2 separate regions of the Sus scrofa genome follow, and region 2 is linked to region 1. Evidence: chromatin contacts called from public Hi-C data. All regions are on one chromosome and are shown on one strand. Each heading gives the region's core, a stretch centred on a gene start, on an enhancer-like site or on the middle of the called end of the contact. The rest is flanking DNA. Distances are from core to core; before and after follow the strand shown.

The links. Hi-C and Micro-C count contacts between places; a contact is called where the count stands out from the background.
Region 2: a Hi-C map of liver shows a contact between it and region 1, with 2.1 times the contacts expected there. The contact joins two enhancer-like sites. A contact is called at or near these places in 3 of 47 Hi-C or Micro-C datasets (embryonic fibroblasts and liver).

Annotation. Positions count from the first base shown.
Region 1 is chr13:130,957,898-130,962,963 of Sscrofa11.1, forward strand. No RefSeq gene overlaps it. Among named protein-coding and RNA genes, the nearest start is that of HES1, 180 kb to the right of the region's middle. Within about 2 kb of position 2,369, at least 6 of the 83 cell types and tissues checked have an H3K27ac peak or open chromatin away from gene starts, as enhancers often do. A contact at or near this core is called in liver, where this site is marked.
Region 2 is chr13:131,113,193-131,118,258 of Sscrofa11.1, forward strand. All of the region lies in intron 5 of LOC102164131 (a long non-coding RNA gene), which reads right to left. Among named protein-coding and RNA genes, the nearest start is that of HES1, 20 kb to the right of the region's middle. Within about 2 kb of position 3,054, at least 1 of the 83 cell types and tissues checked has an H3K27ac peak or open chromatin away from gene starts, as enhancers often do. A contact at or near this core is called in liver, where this site is marked.

The DNA.
Region 1 (5,066 bases), core at 1,119-3,618:
TGTTTCAAAGTCTCCAAAAATTTAAGAGTATAACTGAAGCCCGTGCCTAAAAAGGTAGGACATAAAGTTAATTTGAACTGCTTCTTTCTGTAAGGAACAAAATCTGAACAAATGCAAAGTTGTCCACTATAAAAAAGCTCAAAGTTCAGAGGTTACATATATTACCTACATATGTAAATATGGGAGGAATGAATTACTTAAATCATTAATAAATGACAATCAGAAGTTAGATAGCTGACAACAGAGACACAAGTAAGCTCAGAACAGACACTTAATTTCTTCTTCCTAAATATAAGAGAAAAAGAATATGCGTATCTATATATACATAAACGTGTATATAACTTATATGTATATAAGTTAGAAGACATAATTAGAATGGTTGAGCTATAGGTCAGTGGGAAAACGCCAAACCTTTTTTAATTGAAGTATCATTGATTTACAATGTTGTGGTAGTTTCTGGTAATATATATACATATATGTATATATTATATATAATATATATATACACAGTTATATGTCTATATATGTATTCTTTTTCATATTCTTTTCCATTATGGTTTGTAAGAGGATACAGAATATAGTTCTCTGTGCTGTACAGTAGGACCTTGTCGTTTATCTATTTTGTATAGAGTAGTTTGTATCTGCTAAATCCTCCTAATTTATCCCTTCTCACCCCCTTTCCCCTTTGGTAACCATAAGTTCTCCATGTCTGTGAGTTTATTTCTATTTTGTGAATAAGCTCATTTTATTATATTTTAGATTCCACATATAAGTGATAGCATATGGTATTTGTCTTTCTCTGTCTGACTTACTTCACTTAGTGTAATAATCTCTAAGTACATTCATATTGCTGCAAATGGTATTATTTCATTCTTTTTATGGCTGAGTAGTATTCTATTGTGTTTATATACCACGTCATTTTATCTGTCATCTGTCAATGGATTGAGGTTGTTTCCATGTCTTGACTGTTGTAAACAATGCTACTATGAACAGTGGAGTGTATGTATATTTTTGAGTTATGGTTTTCTCTGGATATATGCCCAGGAATGAGATTGCTAGATCATATGGCAACACTATTTTTTACATTTTTAAAGAACCTCCATACTGCTTTTCATAGTGGCTGCACCAATTTACATCCCCAAAGTGTAGGAAGGTTCCCTTTTCTCCATACCCTCTCCGACATTTAATATTTATGGTCATTTTACTAATGGCCATTTCAACTGGTATGAGATGATACCACATTGTAGTTTTGAGTTGCCAAAATGCCAAGGACTTTTAATCAGGAATCTTGAGTCGGAATCTGAGCTCTATCACTATATATTACGTCACCTTCATTTTCTGAACCTCAGTGCCTTCATCTCTAAAATGATGTTGATATCACCCATGCCACCCACATCACAGAATTAGAACAGGTTGGATCAGTTAGGAGTGTGTTTGGCTGCAAGTAACAAGAGAATGGATTATGACAGCCTCAACAAATAAGAGTGTATTTGTCTCACACAAGGACAGGTTGAGGTAGACAGTCCAGGGAATGCAGCTCAATGATGCCTTTGGGGACCCCGGTTATTTCTGTATCTTTGCCATGACATCCGTGCCATATTGGTTCTCTTCCTCATCCTTGTCATCTCTTGGTCCAAAGATGGCCAGTGTAACTACAACAGTATATAGAGATTTAGGAAGTAAGTGCAAAAGGCAGAAGCCCTTCTCTTTGTGAGTTGCTGTTAGATGATTATCCTTACCTGTCTTTAGACACTGCAGGTACTTGCCCACATTCACATCAATCAATGGCCAAGGGAACTGAGATTACCGTGATTGGTTTAGGCTCATCATCATCATCTTCTGGCCCTGGGGTAGGAAATCTAATACTGAAATCAAAGACTCTTTGTGCTACCAGAACAACTCAGGGCTGGGGCAGCCGGGATGATGGGATGGCTCTTGGGTCAGCAACTAACAGGTTTTATCCAGGGCAAACCAGGATAAAGTAGAGGTCTTCAAAGTGTGGTCCCCGCATCAGCAACATCTGGAAATGTGTTGGAAATGCATATTCTCAGGCCCAAATCCAGACCTCCTGAGTCAGAAACGCTGGAATGGACCCAGCAATCTGTAATTTAACACACTCTCCAGGTGATTCTGATGCCTGGAGAATCAGGGAATCTCAGGGTTGAGACCCCCTGGGAAAAAATTGTTCCTTCACTACAGCCCCTGCCATCCTTCGGTCCCACACACACATCCTGGATCAGAGCCACAAAGAACTCCTGCCCGTGGCTTGGGCTTGCCCTGTAGCCTCAAGGCTTCCACTCAACGCCTACTGCCCGAAATGCCCCCCCTTCCCTTTTCTGCCTGTTGAACTTTATTCTTCTGTAAATAATTAAACAACCAAAATTGGCCCTCTCAGAGTGTTCATGGAATAGGGCATGAAACCCATTGGCATTCCATAACTGTCTGTTAAAAAATGAATACAAGAATGCCGAGTTTTCATGCTTCCTCTACCAAGAGGCATCTCTAAGTTTTCCTTTCTAACCCGACAGCATTTTGCTTGCATTTCTAATTTCTCAGTCTGTTCTGTGATGAGGGATACATCTGCCACTGTCTTCCTACAAATGTGTGAACTACCAAAGCCGAGGCCAGGTCAAGCTCATCTCCTTATTCTCCACAGAAACCAGCATAAGGTCCGACTCTTAGTAAGGGCTGAAAAATGGCATACATGGAATTGAACTTTCCAACATGAAATGTACATAGAATTGAGCTATGTAACATGAAATGTGCACATGCACTTCAAAGAACTGGATTTTTCAATTAGCTGGTGAATCCTACCATTTTTAATCAACAAAAGTCTATTTCATACTAGTGCTATTGATGTAGAAGCAAACTTTCCTTTGGATCATGCTAGTGGGTTTTACCTTGCCCAGTGCTTAGCTAATCCAATTCTGAGAATACAGCGTCACTGCTGGATGTTGAAATGGAGCCATTTGGGGAAGCTGAGCGGAAAACCTCCCAGTAGGAGTTATTTACGCACCTGCTGGATTGCCTATAATAAACGACACCGGCCAACTTGCAGAGTGATCTCCTCACACACCCTGTACTCTGACCATGCCCTCCGTGCCTGAATTTATTGGGTGACTTCCAAGAAGGTTTGGAAATTAAACATATTTTGCAGCCTCCAGAAAATACCAAGGGACCACTTTCAAAGTGACACTGAGCCATAGATAATTACATTTCTTTTAAAAAGTCTTTAAAGGAACACCTTTTGACAATAAATTTGAAGTGTTGGGGGAATGGATAGCAAGGGTTAGAAGGAGGGATGAGAGAGAAAATGTGACCATGGTTAATAAAAACTGGGCTTTCAAGGCAAATAACGCCACAGGTTTAAAAAAAAATCTTATAAATAGCAAAGAAGGCAATAATAATATAGTGAATGACTCTGTCACTCCCCTTTGCCTCCTTACATATTCTTCAGCATTTTCTGGGCATTCATTCCAAACAACTAACCTGCAAAGATTTACAGAATATCTTCTTTTTGATGGGCACAGCCTCAGAGAGGCAAAAAGAGAAAAAAAAAAACAAAACAAGCAAACAAACAAACAAAAAACACCAAAAGAACGGCTGCATTTTCTTACATTGTTTTAGCTTTTAAGAATTTAAAAATTGCTGGAGTTCCCATCGTGGCTCAGTGGTGAACGAATCCGACTAGGAACCATGAGGTTGTGGGTTCGATCCCTGGCCTCACTCAGTGGGTTAAGGATCCGGCGTTGCCGTGAGCTGTAGTGTAGGTTGCAGACATGGCTCAGATCCCGCGTTGCTGTGGCTCTGGCTCAGGCTGGTAGTTACAGCTCCGAATGGACCCCTAGCCTGGGAACCTCCATATGCCACGGGAGTGGCCATAGAAAAGGCAAAAAGACCAAAAAAAAAAAGAATATAAAAATGCATTCGACTACTGTACTTGATCTCATTTAGTCCAAGGTATTAGTCTGATTTTACAGATGAGTAAACTGAAGCACATATGACCAAGATCACGTGGTTTACAACTGACTGAGTTGGGGCTCAAACTTAAGTCTTCTGACTTTGAGTCCTGCTTTCTTACATCTCTAGTCCTCTGCCTACAAAGAGGAGGGTTGTTTTTAACAAATTTATAGCCGACAGTATAGGCTCTCACAATATGAGAAACATTAAAGAATGTCTTTAATAGACTCCTGGGTCAAAAGGCATTGGAATTAAGTGTTTCACTTCTTGTCCACAAGAGTCCCTCTAAAATTACTCAGAGAAGAATTAAAATTGTAAAAACACAAGTTTTGCAGGGAGGGAGGACGAGTGCAGGAAAGTGTGCCTTCCACGTGGTGGAAAGACTGGGACCATCCTTCTCAACTTGGAAGAGGTGGGGCCAGAGGAAGAAAGACACTAAAGGCCATCTCACCACTGGCCTCCTGAGAAAGAGCAGTGGCTCCAGGAAGTAAGTGGCAGAGAGCATGAGATCCCGAGATCCCACCAAACCTGACGGCCCTCCCCACTTCAGCTGTGACCCTTGGAGGGCCAGAGGCAGCAATGAAGAATGAATGATGCAATGAAGAGGGTGCTGCCTCAGAGGAGGCAGAAATTTATGAGTCAGGGAACTTAAAAAGCAATAGCTATTTCAAAGTTTCATTAAAAGCAATAAAGAGTAGCATGGGCACTGTAAAAAGTCAAAATCAGTGGTACAGAAATGAAACATGAAAGACTGCCATGGAATAAGAGGAAAAAGACAAAGTGATTGGAATAATAAGAGAAAAATTATTGAATTTAAAGAACAGATAGTAGCAGAAAACATAGATAAGAGATACTCCCAGAAAAAACAAAAGAGAACGGAATAAATAAACAAAATCACCAAAAATATAAAATATACCAGGTGTATTTTCCTGAGCTGATAAAATATAAGGATCAGAGTCAGCTGCCTGTGACAAAAAGAAGGTTAGAAACACTAAACTTCAAAGGAGTCTGGCAAATATGGGTTTTATTTTAAGTATTACATGCCCATATGAAAATCAAGAATTAGGTTACAAGATGGACAATGTGCATTTGGAGGAAAACCAAAT
Region 2 (5,066 bases), core at 1,804-4,303, 160 kb after region 1:
GTTAGGACTTGAACACATTTTTTTAGGGGACACAGCTCAACCCACAACAGGTGATGATCACCAAGAGCTATCATCAGCCCAGCTCCTTAAAGGAAAACACAGAGCCCACGGCATCCACAGCACTCCAGTCAGTCCAGGAAAGGCCTCCACCTACAGATACATCTGGATTGGGGTGAAAGAGGGAACAAGCCATTCATTGATCAAGGCTTTTAGCAAATATTCACTAAGCACCTACCAAGTATCCCACATAGGCTGGCTGTGGGTGAGAGAGATAAGACTGGGTCCAGGTATTAGTAGTGAATGTTAGAAGTAAGACACTGGGTAGTATTGTCACTCTTGGTTCCCTTGTCTCCACCCTACCCCCACTGAACTGTGAGCAATTTAAGGGACAAGGACTCTGCCTGCGGCAGCCTGGGCAACAGCTCCCCCATACTCATTATCCTACGTGGAACTGGGTACAACCCAGGAGCTTTGGGGTAGAGAAAAACCAGCATATATATATATCGTTAAAAGATCATGTGCTACAGGATAGAGGAGGCAACGTCCAAAAGCCCAGGAGACCTGAGGGAAGAATCATAAGACTTTCAAGCTGGAGAGGATTTCTGAGACCATCTTAGTTGACGGCCTCAAACTTGACCACCCAAAAAAACAATAGAACATCTTTGCAAAAAAAGTACGAGGAGGCGTTCCCATTGTGGCTCAGTGGTAATGAACCCAACTAGTATCCATGAGGACTTGGGTTTGATTCCTGGCCTCGCTCAGTGGGTCAAGGATCTGGTGTTGCCGTGAGCTGTGCTGTAGGTCGCAGACACGGCTCGGTTCCTGCTTTGCTGTGGCTGTGGCACAGGCCAGCAGCTGTAGCTCTGGTTAGACCCCTAGCCTGGGAACCTCCATAAGCCGCGGGTGTGGCCCTGAAAAGAAAAAACAAACAAACCAAAAACTGTACAAGGACACACAATGGTGAACAGGCAAAAGCCAGATCCTTCTGGTAGGAGGAGGACAAGAGGGCTGGGAGAGGCTCTCACCCTCAGAGTCATCTCCAGGCTCCAGCGCTCTCTGGGAGGAACAGCCTCCCCAGCACTGTCTGAGAACCATTAGACTACAGATGGGGAAAACTGAGGCACAGAGGAGTGGTCATGAACGTTATGTTTAGGAAATGAGTGTATAGGAGAGGCAGGTTTAGAACTCAGATCCTTCTCTGGCTTTCCAGGCAAAGCTTCCCATGCTACTTCATGTTCTCAGGACGAAGGGGACAAGATGGTGGAGTCTCACACTCTCTGGCCTCCCTTTTCATTCAGGTAGACTCTCCTTTCCTATGGCCTCTGCCTGGTCCCCAATTGCATTTCCAGGCAGGAACATGTCCAGCACCAGCCCTTGGGCATGTGCTCTAACCTTCTTCCCCTGGAGGCAGGGGAGGGGACTCCATGACTTTCTGGGTCTCTTCTAGCCCAGTGATACTGCAGCTCCAATTAGGCTGCCTTTCCCTGTAGCCTTGACCATGCCTTCTAAGCTACCCGGGACTTACCACCACTCCATCCTTTTATGGAAAAGGAAAATCAAGGTTTATGAGATACAAATAGGGACTTATTTCTTCACAAGTTTGCTCTGAATCCAGCCCAAGGCACAGAATTGGCAGAGAGACAATGAGTTGGGGAGATGCATAGGTTTCTAAAAAGAAATGAGCTCCAAGGATACGTCCAACTCCAGCTGGGATGGTTTGGCAGTCTACACTCAAGGAGCAGTACCCGATGCCCAAGGTTCTTTGCCCAACCAATTCAACTCTGAGAAATTCCCAGGAACACAGGCTCTCTTCCTGAGGTACCCTGTCCACACCTGAGGTCAGTTTGACCTACACCTATGGAAATGACTCTCCAAAGACTTACTGCAACATTTACGGAAACTGAGTCCAGAGTCACTTTCCTTCCAGTCAAAGGAAGGGCAGTCATTTGGAGAAATCTCCAAAGAGCAGTGCCTGTAGGAGTAATGATGGGCCTTCACATGCCCATCCAAGACCTCTAGGTTCAAGTCTAGGCTTTGTACTTACTGCTAGTGACTTGGGACCAATCTCTTGATTCCTCCTAAACCTTTCTCACTCCTGTAAATTGGGGGTTTACTCAACATTCATTCAACAAACACTGAGCACCTACCTGCGTCAGGTAGAGCTGCGGTAAGTGTTTCCCCTCCCTACGTCCCAGGTTGTTGTGAGGACCAGACCAGCAGGGATCTGAGCGGCTCTCGATTGGGGGGGGGGGGGACTACAGGGATGCTGTTTCAACTCTAAGACTCCCGTGGAGTGGGAGACATTGATTGCTTCAACGTGTCCTTTAACCCTCCAGACCTCATTCTCTGACTTGATGCCACAACCACGTGATCAGTCTCACGTTTTTCACAAGTTTCCATCACATGGCCCATTTTGAGGGTTGAGGTGGCACCTGGAAAACCATGATCCATGCAAATTGGCATTCTTGAATTTTCCTCAAAAAATGGTGAATGAGGAATTCCCATTGTGGCTCAGTGGTAATGAACCCTACTGGTATCCATGAGGACTCAGGTTCGATCCCTGGCCTCACTCAGCGGGTCAAGGATCTGACATTGCCATGAGCTGTGGTATAGGTCTCAGATGCAGCTTGGATCCCGCATTGCTGTGGCTGCGGTGTAAGCCAGCAGCTTCAGCTCCGATTCTACTCCCAGCCTCGGAATGTCCATATGCCACAGGCGTGGCCCTAAAAAAAGCAAAAAAATAGAAATAAATAAAGATGGTGAATACACAGGCTTGGCCTTATCGCCCTGTATCCTTGGCAGACCCAAGCACATGCTTGATAAATATGTTGAATAAATAAATGCATGAATGAGTGGGAAATCTTGCCTCCAAAGAAGGGAATTAGTCAAACTGGGATTAAGAGGAAGGAGCGCTCTTCCGTGGGTTATTTTACCCATCTCCCAATAGCTCAGCATCCTCTCTGATATTCTCCCAACTCCATGAATGACTCCAGTTGTGCTTTTCCTCTCTGGCTGGGGCATGAAAACCCTTGCGACACCGTGTGCTGTCCAGCTGCCAGGTCCGACTCCGGTCCCCTGACGTCTTCCTATCACACCACTTACACACGAGGGAGGGGACAATGCGTGTGTCCCCTGCCACCCTCAAGCTCACTACCAGGGCCAAGTGGAATATTTTCATCCGGCCTTTCTCCCCTTTCTTTTTTTCTCTTAAGCTTCTTCTAGTGATAAAAGCTGAATCAAATTGAAATTGGCAGCTCCGTGGTCTTCCAGCAATAGGAAAAGTACTAGAGATCATGTGAACCACACTTTTGAAAACTTAAAAAAAAAAAATCTAATCTTGCTTCAATAAAAACGACATCATGTCACTGTAACTGGCGGGGGGAAAGGCTTGAGAGTTGCTGGCAGCGGCCCAGCAGAGTTCAGGGGTTCTGCTGACTGTGCTGAATTCCCACGGGAAAGGTAGAGCAAGAGTGCTTGCTGCCTTTCAGGTGAGCCTCAGAGGCCCACGGAGGGGTGGGGGTGGTGGGTGACAAATCTCCCCCAGAAGTGTCTCAGCATTGCTGTCATCCCAGCTCAGGGACTGGCTTCTTGCATCCCTTTTCCCACCTGCCCTTCATCCCGACACAGCTCTTGGCCTTACGCCTCCCTCTGGCTGGCTGACCTGGAGGGAGAGACAACCTGAGACATCTCGATGACAAGGAAGCTCCTTCTGAGGGTGCAGGCGCAGAGCCAAAGAGGGTACGCCAAATGCCCTGGCTCCACTGAGTATGGAGTCTTTGCAAACTCAGCCCTTGGTTTGCAAAAGGGCTGAGTTTTGCAAAGACAACCACAAAGATGGCAGGTTGGCTGCAGTGGTGATGGCTGCCACTGGCCCTTCTGCCCTAGGAGCTGAAGGGCAGGGCAGTGCTGCTTCTCACACTGCTGCACTTTACCTTCAGTTGGTAGCTACCGGCCGCCACCAGCCTGCAGCTGTTCTTGAGCCATCTCCTGATGGCTGTATAGGGGACAGGTAAGAGTGACTGCCCCTGAGATGGGATTGGGGGATGAGGACTGCAAATGGAAGGGTCACTTTCAGAATCTACCCCTTTGCGCTGTGTGATGGTTTTACCCATATGCATTTTTTCAGTTAACTCGATCTGCAGACAAAGAGATAGAAATCCATTGGCAGCAAATGCATCCTCAGTCATGCCCGCCTCTCCCTGCTCCCCGCTCCTGATTTCTCAACCTGGGGTACACAGGACCCACAGGGATACAGTGGCCCAAGAAGAGGAAATCTAGAATTCAATTTTACTTGAAGGATTGGGCAGAGGGAGTAGAAAAACTATTTTTAGATTAAATAGGGATAGAAATAGAAATATATGTGGAGTATAATGTAAAATGTTCTTGGATGATTAAGAGGAAAACCTTTTTTTTTTTTTTTTTTTTTTGGTCTTTTTGCTATTTCTTGGGCCGCTCCCACGGCATATGGAGGTTCCCAGGCTAGGGGTCGATCCGAGCCGCGCCTGCAACCTACACCACAGCTCACAGCAACGCCGGATCCCTAACCCACTGAGCAAGGGCAGGGACCGAACCCGAAACCTCATGGGTCCTAGTTGGATTCGTTAACCACTGCGCCACAACGGGAACTCCGGAAAACCTAATATTTTTATTCTTACGCTTTGTCATAGACCAACAAGCCAACCAACAGGCTGATGAGGCACTGGGTGCTGAGTTTCAGGGGCCCTGAGGCTGCCGGGGTTTTCAGGGGTGTCTCTTTTCAGGGGCTGCTCTATGAAGCTGAGACTAGTTAGTGTCCAGGGACCAAGAGGGATAGAGGTCAGAAGGTGGGGCCAGGGGCAGTGGAGCTGAGCCTGGGAGGATGGGAAGGATCTTGATTGGCAGAGAGCACTGAGGGGAGGAGCCTGAGAGCTAGTGTTGGTGGCCTGAGCAGAATGGGCAGAGGGAAGTGTGTGCTGCCCTGCAGAGAGAAGGAGGGTGGACCTCAATTGCGCAGGGCCCCAGTGGGGGACTGTGGAGCTTAGACCCAACTTGGCCAGCCAGTGCTTTGCAAACTTGTTCCTAGAGTC